Linked DNA regions of Sus scrofa: all the other regions are linked to region 1. The links are chromatin contacts, called in public HiChIP or PLAC-seq maps. All regions are on one chromosome and are shown on one strand. The core of a region is the stretch at or near the end of the contact, and the rest is flanking DNA. Distances in the headings are between cores, read along the strand shown. Region 1 overlaps TRAF3IP1 (TRAF3-interacting protein 1). Region 2 overlaps ASB1 (ankyrin repeat and SOCS box protein 1). Region 3 holds the start of ILKAP (integrin-linked kinase-associated serine/threonine phosphatase 2C).

Region 1 (4,117 bases), core at 1,474-3,973:
GTTCCCATTGTGGATGAGCAGGTTAAGAGTCCAGCTAGCGCCCATGAGGATGTGGGTTCAATCCCTGGCCTCGCTCCGTGGGTTAGGGATCTCGTATTGCTGCAAGATGCAGTGAGGGTCACAGATGCGGCTTGGATCCTGCGTTGCTGTGGCTGTGGCGCAGGCCGGCAGCTGCAGCTCTGATTTGACCCCTAGCCTGGAGAAACTTCCTTATGCCACAGGTTCGGCCCTAAAAAGAAAACAAAAATAAAGCCAAAAAAACCCAACCACCTTAACACTCTACCTCTAAATTCCATCTAAATTCTTCAGCATGAAGCTCATAAAACCAAAAAAGACATGTTCCTGCACGACCACAAAATCAGAGTTTCACCGAAGAGATTTCTCGTTGCCAGAGGGCATCTAAGACCCAGGCTGTGTTCTGGTTGTCTCAGCAGTTTTATTTGCTTAAACACCAGGTCCTGTTAGGGTGAGCACCCTGCACGCTTTTCTTGTTCTTTTTGTCTCTTGTGTCTTTGAATCCGGAGCGGCTCCTCCCTGCCTTCTGCTCCAGAACGGTACTTTCTGCAGGCTCGCCTGTCTCCACAGTGTCTCTCCTCCCCAGCTGTCCGATTGCTTCCTTGGGGTGTCGTTTTACTTATGTAGCACCCCCCCGCCCCGCCCCCGCCGTATTCTTGATCAGCTTTGAGGTGAAGACGTCGCTTCGCCCTCGCCCCTGCCCATGTGACGCTGGGCCCTTTATCTCGTGTCCTTAGGATGCACTTAAAGCCTCTGCATCTGACCATGTGATGCCGAGACTGATCCCTGGGGCCCCTCATTTCAAACCCTGGTTGTGTGCGTTTCCACCAAGATGTGGTCAGCGACCCTGTGCCACTCAGCTCTGCAGAGAGCCAGGCAGAATGGCAGGCCGCCTGTGCCATGCTGGGGGCCATGGGGCTGGCCGGCAAGTTTTGAGAGAGGCGCTGGTGTGGACACTGGGCTCTGCCCACTGCCCCTGCTTTTTCCGTGTGGCCGCACTCGGGCCACAGCCCACTCAGGGCACGACGCTCGGTGACACGAGAGCCTCCAGGTCTGACACCAAGGCCACGTTCTTACCTACGAGGTTCCGTGATTGCCAGTGATTCAGATAAGAGACTTGTGCTGACTTGGGGGCCAGTTCGCAGTGGTCTTTACTCCTTCTGGGCGTGTTGTCTTTTTGGAGCTGTTGTTTGTCAAGCTGGTTAAACTGCCTTCTGTGATTAAGAATGGGTTGTAGGGAGTTCCTGTTGAGGCGCAGTGGAAGTGAATCCGCCAGGAACCATGAGGATGCAGGTTGGATCCCTGCCCTTGCTCAGTGGGTTAAGCATCCGGCACTGCTGTGAGCTGTGGTGTAGGTCACAGACACGGCCCAGGTCCCGCGTTGCTGTGGCTGTGGTGGAGGCCCGTGGCCATAGCTCTGATTCGACCCCTAGCCTGGGAACCTCCACGTGCCGCGGGTGCAGCCCTAAAAAGACAAAAGACAAAGAAAGAAGAGTGGGTTGTAGTATTATTAGTGAATGTGTGGTCTGCTTTATATACTCTTTCTATCCGCGTGATCTTGGGGTTTAGCAGAAGCTTACTTGAGACTACAACTAGCAATGTTAAAACAACCGCCATAGGCCTCTCATAAAAGAAAGAACTTTGAGAAGATAAAATTGTGCAGGGCAGCCTTCTTCTTAAGCTACAGACGGAAATAATGCCTTTGTAATTTACTGACTATGCTGGTGAGTTTTGCACAGTATAGAAAATATTTGACACTTTCAAATAATATACAACACCTAAAAGTTATTGGGATGTTTTCTTTTAAAATTGATAATCTATAGCTGCCAAACTTACATTTAGATTTGCTTTATTTTATTTTGCTTTTTAGGGCCACACCCATGGCATATGGAGGTTCCCAGGCTAGGGGTCTAATCGGAGCTCTAGCCGCCGGCCTACACCACAGCCATAGCCACTCAGGATCCTGGCCGTGCCTGCGACCTACCACAGCTCCCAGCAACACCAACCAGATCCTTAACCCACTGAATGAGGCCAGGGATCGAACCCACAACCTCATGGCTCCTCGTCTGATTCGTTTCCCCTGCACCACGACGGGAACGCCAAGATTTGTTTGTTTCAGAACTGAACGGTGTTTCCTGTTGGTTTTTTGGCTGCGTTCTATGGGATATCATAAATAATTAATTCCTTGAAACAGACTATTTAAGTCAGCATTTTAATAGATCGAAAAAAATTTTTTTAGAAAATTATGTTGTCCATTTTATGTAGTTCCATTACAGAAAGTAAAGCAGTTCTTTGATCATTAATGGCAGTTTAATTCTAACACAAGCCATTTCTTTGAGTGCTTTTAAGAAATTATAAGATAGGGTTTCAGGAAAGGAAACTTTCTCCCAGTTTTATTTTTGTCTCCTGATGGAGATTTTAAGGGAGTTGGGGGATGGGGGGGGCTTTAGTGACAAGTCAGGTTTCTACCCTGGGTGCTGCCACGATTCAAAATCTGTTCTTCCAGCATCCACTCCTTTTGTTTTTAATAGAAAAATATTTTATTACTTAGGCATTTGATATATTCTGTTTTTATAAATATTTGCACGTCACTCAGTAATCAGGAGGCGGGTATTTGGGAGTTCTCCGCATGGCTGAGGCTGAGCACCAGGCTGGGCATCGTTTTCCTGTTCGTCCTGCTTTCCGGAAGTTGCAGCCTCTTTGCAGCTTATGACTCCCAGGCCTGGCCGATAGTCGTGCTGGGTGGTTCTGGACGTAGCGGGGTTCTGGCTGTGGGGCCACAGGCCTCCGCCTGGCCGGGCTGATGGGCTCGGGGTCTGTGCCCCGGCCATGCCTGGGAGGGACCCCCTGCCTTCTTTGCAGTGCCGCCCGGGGTCCTCGTTGGTACACTTGGGGCCGGGAGTGGAGCTCGGTGAGGTTAACGGAGCCCGCTGGCCAGCCTGCCGTGCCCCCTCTTGAGGCTCCATTTTAACTGTCTTACGTCAGGAACAGAAGAAGCCAAAACTAACTCAGCTCGTGTTTCAGATGCTGATTCAGCTGGTCTGTGGCGAGACAGCGCTGAGCCCGAGCCCGCAGTGAAGCAGAAAGGTAAGAAGGAGGCCCTTCCCGCCTGGGCAACACGCTGGCTCTGTGGGCGCCTCTCTTCCCAGAGGCCGCGGCCGCAGCCCCCCGGCCCTCCGACCCACACGGGGCCGCACCCTCGTTCTCGGCGCCGTCGGGACCGAAGGTGCCCTTCTACGTAGAGAGGGTGGAACGTTCTGGTCATCGCCTGATGGCAGCACACCTCCCGCGTCCCCACTGTTCCTTCTGAGACTCAGTGCAGAGCCAGGGGGCCCCTGCTGGGTCCCGGAGGCCGAGCTGGCAGCCCCAGGCCTCGTGTCCGGAGAGGCCGTTCGCGCAGCTCAGAGCACCGTCGGGACCCTGGCTTTTCCGTGACCTGTGTGCTTGGAGAGTCTGAAGTCGAACCTCAGGGAGAGTCTGCTTTCGGCATAGTTTTCCTCAGCGTTCAAAAAAGGAGTCCTGCTCAAATACTTGCTCAGCATTTGTTCTTTAAGGCCCTGGAGCTCCTACCAGGCTTTTTTTTAAAAAAGTTATTTAGAAACAGTTTTTACGTCTGTGAAGTTTTCATATTAAAGCGCAGTTGATTTGCAGTGCCGTGCCACTTCTACCAGGCTTTTTAAGGCCCAGCCGCACCCCAGCACCAGCATCCCAGCACGGGGCAGGGCCAGGGGCGCCTGGTGGTGGTCGGCTTGTTCCAACCAAATATGTCTGTTGAAGGCTACTGTGTGGTGGGCGCTGAGGCTCCGGGCAGGGAGGGTGTTTGTGGGCAGAGGCCAGGCTGGAGCAGGGCTGTGGGAGCCTGTGCCCTGGGGACCAGGGGAGCCTTGCGGGGCGGTGGTGAGAGTTGGGGCCGGTGACCATGTTGGGGACAGTAGCAGCAGGAAGCTCATGACACTTGTAGGGCGAGTGGCTTAATTGCGGTCGGGTGAGTTCGTCTGGGAGGCTGGGCGGTGCTCCAGGGAGAGGAGGGCCTAGGCTGTGGTCCGGGAGCAGCAGCAGATTTCAGAAGCTCAGGGACAGCCGAGGCCGAGCTCAGAGGATG
Region 2 (3,841 bases), core at 1,051-3,550, 71 kb after region 1:
CTGGGGACCCTCGTGCTCCAGGGAGGCCCCCCAGATGTTGCACACGTATCAGCGGATGGGTGAGCCTGTTTGGCTTGATGGAGTTCCTAGTTGGACGAGCGTGTGCCCCCAAAGGGTCTGAAACACATGGCCCCCCTTCACGGCGATGCTGTCTCTGCAGTGCTCTGTCGGGTGGGGGGCAGTGGGGACTGTGGGCCCCTGGTTATATGTGACTTGTTTTTACGGAGGGAGGATGCGGTGTGAAGCTCTGGGCTGGACCTCGGAATGAATGAGCTAAATAATGACACGTGTTCATCTCCCGGTGACTCCCTGTGTGTCTCTGTGTTTTGCCGTCTCGGATGGTGTCTTCGTTCCTCACACCGTCCCCCCATCCGGAGAAATGGCCCCACTTTCTCTGTCCCCCACACCCAGCTGCACGTGTGTGCCGGTTTCCTGCACTCTCTGTGGTCTCTGCTTATGACCGTGGCACCCGCTGGAGTCTGAGATGGAGGCGTGAACTCTCTGAGCAAAGGTCTTCGTTTTCCAGACTCTTAAAACTGAACGCGGTCGCTTTCCACAGCGCCTTCCTGAGATCTGTCGAAATTACAGGCAATTTTAATTCTTTAAAAAAGCATTATCCCACTAGGATGACTATAAACAGCAACATTTTGGAAGCTCTCAAGAAAACAGATGAACAGTAACTGACTTAGAAATACCCGCGAAAACGGCCCTGTGAGAAAGAACTGAGAACATGTGCAAATCTGGTTTTATTGCAGAGCTGCCAGAGGCTCTGGGATTGGCAGGTCCAGGTACCTCTAGCAGTGTGTGTGGAAGAGTGAAAGCAGGAGGACTGGCTGGCAGCCAGCTTCAGAAGCAGTTGCAGCTCTCCACCGCACACAGTCGGGCAGTTGTCCCAGCCCCAGCCCAGCCCAGCCCAGGCGGAGGCGAAGGGAGTTGTGGCATCAGCCCTCCCCACGTAAAACCGTTGGCTCCCTTGGCTCTGGAAACAGGCTCTACCCTCCAGGCAGGAAATAAAGGAGAAAAGGCGTCTTGAGGAGTCTCACCAGCCTAAAAGGAAATAGCTTGAGATACGAACCGACACTGAATATGGCCAGTCCCCCCCAGCTAGTAGTGGATTCCAATACATAATTCAAGAGAATTCTGAGTGAAGGCTGGGTTTCCAAATTGTAAGGACCAGCCTCGTACTAACACAGTGGAAGGAGAAATAGCTTTGCCTTGGCACATCACCATGGAATTTCAGAACACTGGGGAGAAAGAGGACTCTGTAACTTCCTGAGAGTATGAACAAGACACCATACAAAGGATCAGGCTTCAGAACAGCTTTGAGGATCAGGAATCCTCAAATGCCACACTGGGCAATAGAGGGATTCGACCCTCTCAGAATTCTGAGGGAAATACATACAAAAGTCAAGCTGAAGACTTGCAGTTTCTTTAAAAACTTACACTCCACACATCCTTTCTTAGAAAACTATTAGAGGATGTATTATTCCAGAATGAGGGAGTAAACCAAGAAAGGAGAAAGCCTGGTATTCAGGAAATGTGGGTCCAACAAGAGAGGCAAGGTGACTCCGCAGCAGCGTGGTGAAAACTCTCAGGATGGCAGCCGAGCCTCAGGCACAGTAGATGCCCAGTCGGGATCAGATGTGCGGAGGCTGAGGCTCCGGAGAAGGTGTCTCAGTTACAGAACACCTGTGGTCTCTGCATATGTGGATAGGAGTTGGGCTTGACTTACTGACGAGTACCTAGGAAAGCAGGGGACAGAACTCCAAGGAACACGAGAGGCTGGGCGAGGCAGGAAGACGTTATCCCAGTAACACTGGAGGCCTCAGTCCTAATAACAGCAACCTACTACCTACCGCGCTGTTACGGGGGCATGGAAGGTGGAGTGTGTGGGGTAAAAGCTAGATACTACAGAGCAGAATTCATTACAACCAACGGAGGCAGCAACAAAGACAAAATGTGCGTCTTTCCAAAGAACTGAAACGATACACCTCCAGAGAGGTGTCAGGACAAAAAGCGTACAAATCCAGTATTTAAAAGGGAAATTTTACCGACCATGTAAAAAGATGAGAGGACATATTATAACAACTTTTTGATAGTAATGTGAGAATTCAGAAGAAACGGTCACCTTCCTAGAAAAACAACACCCAATTTAAGAAGGTGCTCTCACAGCCACCAGGGCAGCCACTGCCCTTCAGCAAGTGGCATTTAGTACTTGTCCCGGAAATCTTGGCGCGTCTCCTTTAAGAGGCAGTGAAGCCCCGCCCCGCGTGGGAACGCCATCTCTTAGCGCCCATTCTGACCTACGTCACACCCGTGTCGGGCCAATCCAGGAGGGGGTGTTCCTGTGCGTCCGGCGGCGTGGGGCGGGACTTCCGGAGCCGTCCTCCCGGGGTCGCTTCCGCCCTGGGGTCTGTGCAGCTCGGATCCAGCAGGGAGGTGCGTGGGGGCCGTGCCGGGGGATTCCCGGCTGGCGCCCCTCCTCTGGCAGGGCCGGGTGGTCTCAGGATGTGGCCCGGGAGGCCGAGCGGCGCCTTGATTGGGTTCGGGGCCTGCTGGTGGCGATCCGACGCGGGGAACGTTTCACTTGTGGCCCCGGGTGGTTGGTGTGAAGCAGAGGGGGCACCTTCTGAGCGCTGTGTTTTTGTAAGAGGGTGTCGGGTCGGGGCTCCCCACGCACGTCTGTCCACTCAGACCCGTACCGTGCGGCGTGTGGCCCAGGCTGAGGACCGGGGCGCCGCAGCCGGCAGAAGCTGCCGTCAGGAGGAAGCTTCCGTTTTCCCGGCGCCAAAGCAGCACCGCGGAGAAACCCTGCAAAAGCGGGCAGGGTAGGGCCTCGTGGAGCGCTGTGGAGCCACGTGTCAGAGAACGCCCTAGTGTGCGGGGGGGACAGGTTCCCCGGCGCTGGAAGACGGCGCCAGGCCAACCACAGGAGGGGGCGGCCAGGTAGGGGCGCGGGGGCGGGGAGCCCTTAGACCCTGGGCAGTGCATCCAGTGTGAGGGAGCCCAGGCAGCCCCAGCCGGGGGGGGGGTCTGAATGCACTTAACCCCCCCTCAGAATCCACACTGGCGAAGGGCCTTTTGAGTGCAGCCGCTGGGGGAAGGATGCATTCAGCGAAGAAAACACACTTGTTTGGTGCAGGACAGAAAGGCCCAGTTAGTGCAGTAAGTGTCAGAGAGCCGGTAGCCACACTGCTCGGCTCCCTCAGCCTCAGAAAGTTTATACTAGAGAAAGTCCCTTTGAATCCATGGAATGAGAGCCCTTTGCCAAAGGTCTGATTTAGCTCTGGGAAGTTCACAGCCTACAAAGGTGTTCAGAGTGCAGCAAACGTGGGAAGACCTCCTGCCAAAACTTCAAACTTGGGTTGCCTCAAAGTCTGTTAAGTCCGACCAGGGTGAGAAGGCATTAAGCTGCAGGTCCAGCCTCATTCACCCCTGACAGATTCACACACAGGAAGACCTCATGAATGCAGAGAAGGGGAAAAGCCTCTCCCCAAAGAGCTTCGTTCAGCCCTGGGATGTTCACCCCAGGGAAAGGCCTCTGAGAGCAGCTGTCGCGAGAAAACCTTCAGTCAAGAGCCTCACCTCGTAAAGCCTCGGGAGGTTCACCCCGGAGAGAGGACTTAAGTGTGCAGGAAATGTGCTCGCTCCTTGTTTGGTGTAACAGGACGCGTGCCTGAGACCGGCTGGCAGTATCCTCCGTGAGGATGCCGTGAGAAGAGAGGTTGAACTTCATGTGGTCAGATGCCCACAGGGGCCATTCCTAATGAGCTCTGGGTGTCGGGGGCGCCTTGAGGAGTTAGGTTGCACTTTCTCAGCTGCCCAGGACTCTTGCCATAGT
Region 3 (4,332 bases), core at 646-3,145, 120 kb before region 1:
GCTTTCTGTCATCTACAAATCAGAAAGCTTGCCTTCTTCGTTCTTAAAGCTATTTAAAAAAACCACACCCAGTCAAGCAGGACCTGTGACAGTGTCAGTGCTGTTGACACTTCAGGGAAGGGGGCTTTCAACATCGCACGGAGCCCTGCTACCTGCCATCTCCGCAGGGTTGGGTGTGTCCTCCAAGCACCAACTTAGGAGAGTTGTCGAGTTTTGTGTCATTTTAGGGAATGCCCCCCTCAACAGACCCGAATTAATTTCAGGTAAAAAGAGATGTGATAGGCTTCCGGGCACATCTACAAATCCAAAGTCTGCCCCAAACATACTCAGACAAAAGTTATACTCCACCCACAGAGAGAGAAAGAGTGCACACACAAGCCAGAGTTTTCACAACCAGAACGATCTAGAAAACAAATGTAAAAAGGGAACGTTCGGAGAAAAGTAAGGGTGCCATTACTGCGCATAAGGACCCGATAAAGACGGGCCTGGCCACCCACATGCGACCAGCCCCCGCCCAGGCCCGGTGGACAGCAGGACAACTCCTCCCAAGGGGACCACAGTTAGGGCCCCGGGTGGCACTGCTCCTCCCGCCCTGGTAGGACCCGTCACAAGTCCGCCCCGTCGTCAGAGGCCAATTCCAGCTCCGCCTCCTTCTCCACCGGCCACGAACTACGAACACGGCTTCTCGGGACAGCAGCAGTTCCCACAGTCATCATCACCTCCAGCCCTCTCCGATTTTAGTCGCTTGCACTCAGAATCCGGCTCTTTGAAAGCAAAGGCTGGGTCTCGGTGCCCTCCGTGTTCCCCGCAGCAGTAGTTCCCAAACCGCGGGTCTCCGGACCCCTGCTGGGCTGTCAAAAGTCCCCTGCAGGTTTCACGACCCCGAGGCAGGGCGCTCCCGCCGGGCTTTCAGACGCAGCGGGGCTGAGGCCAGCCTGGAGTATCTGAACTTGCTTTTGCTTTTCCACGTTCTCCGCCACCGAGTTTGGCTTGGAAAGAAAGCCCTAAGTCACAGCGTCCGGCTGAAGACCTTGCACGTGAAAACCGTAGCGGGTCCTCTGCCAACTGCGACCCGGCGCGGCTGACCTACAGCACCAACCAGACGGTCCCCACGCTGCTAAAACGTGGAGCTCAAACCCCAGCTCCGGGAGCTGAGCGGCCCCGGGATGACGCTCTGCACTTCGGGGAGCGGGGCACTTCCCGGGACCCCGAAAAGCACACCCAAGTGCTGTGAATCAGACGCTAAAAGCAGAGGGGCAGAGAAGAAATCCTCTCGGGCCTCCAAGCCGCGGGCGCCCAAGTGGGTGATCCCTGCAACCTCGGGCGCGACAACAAAACACAAAGCAGGAGGCGCCGCGCGGGGAGCGCCCCGAATAACGTCGTCGCCCCTGCGAGCGCTTCGAGCGCAGGCCGGGCCGCGCGGGGGCGGCTCCGGGCGGGGAGCGGGCCCGGCGTGCGGGCCGGCGGGGACCGCGGGCCCTGGGCGGCCGCACGTGGAGGCCGCACACAAAGGACGCGGCGGCCTTTCCTCCTGCGCAGCGAACATGGCGGAGGCGCCCGAGCCCCGGAGCCGGTGCCCCCGCGCTCGCCCTCGCGCTCCCCCGCCGCCCGCCTCAGGCGCCGCGGGCCTGCAGGCCGCCGCCACCCGCCCTCCGGCCTCCTTCCCCTCGCTGGCCGGCGGCCACCCGCTTACCGGCAGCAGGGCGCGGCGAGCGCTCGGGCTCCGGCAGGTCCCCGAACAGGTCCATGGCGGAGGCTGGGCAGCAGCGGCGGCGGCGGCAGACGCGCAGCCCGCGAGCGGCGGCGGGCTCCACACCCTGCAGCGGCGTCGGCGGCGGCGGCGGCGGCAGCAGCAGCGGCAGTGGCAGCGGCGGGGCGGTGGTGGCCCCGAGCCGTCAATCACCCGAAGGCGGGCCCGGAACGCCACCAATCGGCGCGCGGCGTGGCCAGGCCGCCCCAGAGGCCTGCGCGCGCGCGGGGCGGGACGGGGCGGGGCGGCGAGGGGGCGGGGCTGGCGGCGCGCACGCGCACGTCTACCCTGTTCTCGGGGCGGGAGCTGGTACCTGGGCAGGCGGGGCTGACGCGCCGCGGAAGGCGCCATGTTTCTCGGGGGCCTCGGGCTCGGGCTCCTCCTCCTCCTCCTGGGCACCGGCCTCCGAGGTTGAGAAGGCCTTCAGGAGAGAAATGCCTGAGCTCAAGGGCAGCTGCAGTGAGCCCTGACGGCCAGGAAGACGTTATGGGGTTTTCACATGGGTCCGTTCCGTCATGCTCACACCAGCCCATTCCAGGCCTGATGGAGCGGCCCGGTGAGTTAGGACAGCGGCTCCTTAAGATGCAGGGTGGAGAGGAGGCATCCCTCGGCTTGTCTGCATCCATCCGGGCACGGGGGGGAGGGGAAGGAGGACATCAGGGCGCTGGCCCGGCACACGCAGCTGGGCCTCGGTGCTCTATTGAACAAGCACAGTTTCATAAAACATCCACCTCGGGCTCTGAGGACAGGTCAAGGCAAAAAAGGAGGCCCTTCCACTCATGTCCGAACCCGGTCAAAAGATGAACATAGTCGAAGCCACAAAAATGACCAGACACCCGGGAGTTCCCGTCCTGGCTCAGTGATAAAGAACCCGACTAGTATCCATGAGGATGCGGGTCCGATCCCTGGCCTCGCCCAGTGGGTTAAAAACCCAGTGTTGCTGTGAGCTGTGGTGTAGGTTGCAAATGCAGCTCAGATCCCACGTTGCTGCGGTTGTGTTGTAGGCTTGCAGCTGCAGCTCCAATTCAACCAATAGCCTAGGAACCTCCATATGAGGCAACTGCAGCCCTAAAAAAACAAACAAAAAACCTGTCTTGCCGATTAAGAGTGACTGCTGCTTCTTTACCAGTTACAAGTGCAGCCTTTGTCTAGTGGTCCTGCCTTTCAGACCTGACAGTAAGACATCCGGTGGAGGCATCGCCCCCCAGTTCTGACATCCAATCCAGAGCAAAGCTCCACTTCCCTAAGTGTTTCCCAAATCAGTGAACGTGAACGCAGACCTTCTAGTCCTTTGTGCATTGCTTTACTGAGATTTCCAGCAACGGTTTTCCTCGCTGGGATGAATAAGAAACCCAACTTGGTCAACTACAGCTGTGCCTCTGGCCATCTCTGGCTTAGGACATTGTTGGACCCAGCAAGCCCACAGGTCTCATCTCATTGACCGTTCGCCTCCTCTTTGTGAAATCCTCTCTGCTCTCCCCTCACCCGTAACAGCCGAACTGCAGAGGTGCTCTGAAGTGAATAGTCTCCATTTGCTCACCTCTCAGTCCACCCCAGCCTTGCTCCACCTCGTCGCTTCTCCAGAACAGCTCTAGCAAGGCTCACCAGAACCGCTCTTCCCCGTCTGCTGCTAAATGGAACTGGCGTGTTGAAGCATCTTCTTGCATGAGCCATTATATGATTTCCAAGGCTCGGTCATAAAGGCCAGGTTCTGCCTGGTTCTCTGGAGGTGCTTGCTCGAGAGGAAGTCAGTCACCGAGTAACAAGTCCTGCTACCCTGAGACTGCCCTGCTGGAAAAGCCACACTGGGACCCTGTACTCAGCAACCCTGCTGACCTGCCAGCTGACAGCCAGCAGTGACAGCCAGCCAAGCCGAGCGAGTCATCTCGGACATTCGTTCCAGGCGAGCCTCAGACTAAGGATCTGAGCCCCAGCCAACGTCCAACTCCAACCTCCAGAGAGACCCCAGGCGAGGATGGCCCAGCTAAGCCCTTCGTGAAGTCCTGATCCGCAGAGCCACAAGCCAGATAAAATCAGGTTTTTTTAGAAAAATTGAAGTATAGTTGACCTAACAATACCGTGCCTCAGATGTATAGCAAAATGACTTCGTTATATGCGTATATATTCAGTTGTGTATGTATTTTAGATTCTTTTCCTTTATAGATTGTTATAAGATGTTGAATGTAGTTCCCTGTGTTGTACAGTAAATCCTTGTTCCTTATCTGGCTTATGAATGGTGGTTTGTATCTGTTAATGCCATACTCCTAATTTATCCGCGCCTTCCCCTGCAGTAACCATAAGATTGTTTTCTGTGTTTGTGCATCTGTTACTGTTTTGTATATAGATTCATTTGTATTATTTTATAGATGCCACATATAAATGATAGATGATATTTGTCTTTGTCTGACTTCATTTCGTATGGTAATCTTTAGTTTCATCCATGTTTCTGCAAATGACAATATTTCATGATTTTTTATGACTCAGTAGTATTCCATTGTGTGTGTGTGTGTGTGTGTGTGACACACCGCATCTTCCTTATCCATTCATCTGTCGGTGGACATTTAACTTGCGTCTATGTCCTG

Evidence for each region. HiChIP or PLAC-seq counts read pairs in DNA pulled down with a chosen protein or histone mark.
Region 2: an H3K27ac HiChIP or PLAC-seq map of skeletal muscle shows a contact between it and region 1. The contact joins two enhancer-like sites. A contact is called at or near these places in 1 of 5 promoter capture datasets (fetal liver), 18 of 47 Hi-C or Micro-C datasets (alveolar macrophages, blood, fetal heart ventricle and 9 more) and 2 of 2 datasets of contacts at active chromatin or transcription factors (alveolar macrophages and skeletal muscle).
Region 3: an H3K27ac HiChIP or PLAC-seq map of skeletal muscle shows a contact between it and region 1. The contact joins the promoter of ILKAP here to the enhancer-like site in region 1. A contact is called at or near these places in 1 of 5 promoter capture datasets (fetal liver), 5 of 47 Hi-C or Micro-C datasets (embryonic fibroblasts, epiblast stem cells, mesenchymal stem cells and 1 more) and 2 of 2 datasets of contacts at active chromatin or transcription factors (alveolar macrophages and skeletal muscle).

The regions. Positions count from the first base shown.
Region 1 is chr15:137,880,463-137,884,579 of Sscrofa11.1, forward strand. It overlaps TRAF3IP1 (TRAF3-interacting protein 1), which reads left to right. Exons shown (of 16, transcript XM_021074958.1): 8 at 3,040-3,102. Among named protein-coding and RNA genes, the nearest start is that of TRAF3IP1, 19 kb to the left of the region's middle. Within about 2 kb of position 2,724, at least 3 of the 83 cell types and tissues checked have an H3K27ac peak or open chromatin away from gene starts, as enhancers often do. A contact at or near this core is called in skeletal muscle, where this site is marked.
Region 2 is chr15:137,951,746-137,955,586 of Sscrofa11.1, forward strand. It overlaps ASB1 (ankyrin repeat and SOCS box protein 1), which reads left to right. Exons shown (of 7, transcript XR_002339448.1): 7 at 1-305. Among named protein-coding and RNA genes, the nearest start is that of ASB1, 22 kb to the left of the region's middle. Within about 2 kb of position 2,301, at least 51 of the 83 cell types and tissues checked have an H3K27ac peak or open chromatin away from gene starts, as enhancers often do. A contact at or near this core is called in skeletal muscle, where this site is marked.
Region 3 is chr15:137,763,863-137,768,194 of Sscrofa11.1, forward strand. It overlaps ILKAP (integrin-linked kinase-associated serine/threonine phosphatase 2C), which reads right to left and starts at 1,896. Exons shown (of 12, transcript XM_003133772.6): 1 at 1,694-1,896. The coding sequence starts at 1,748.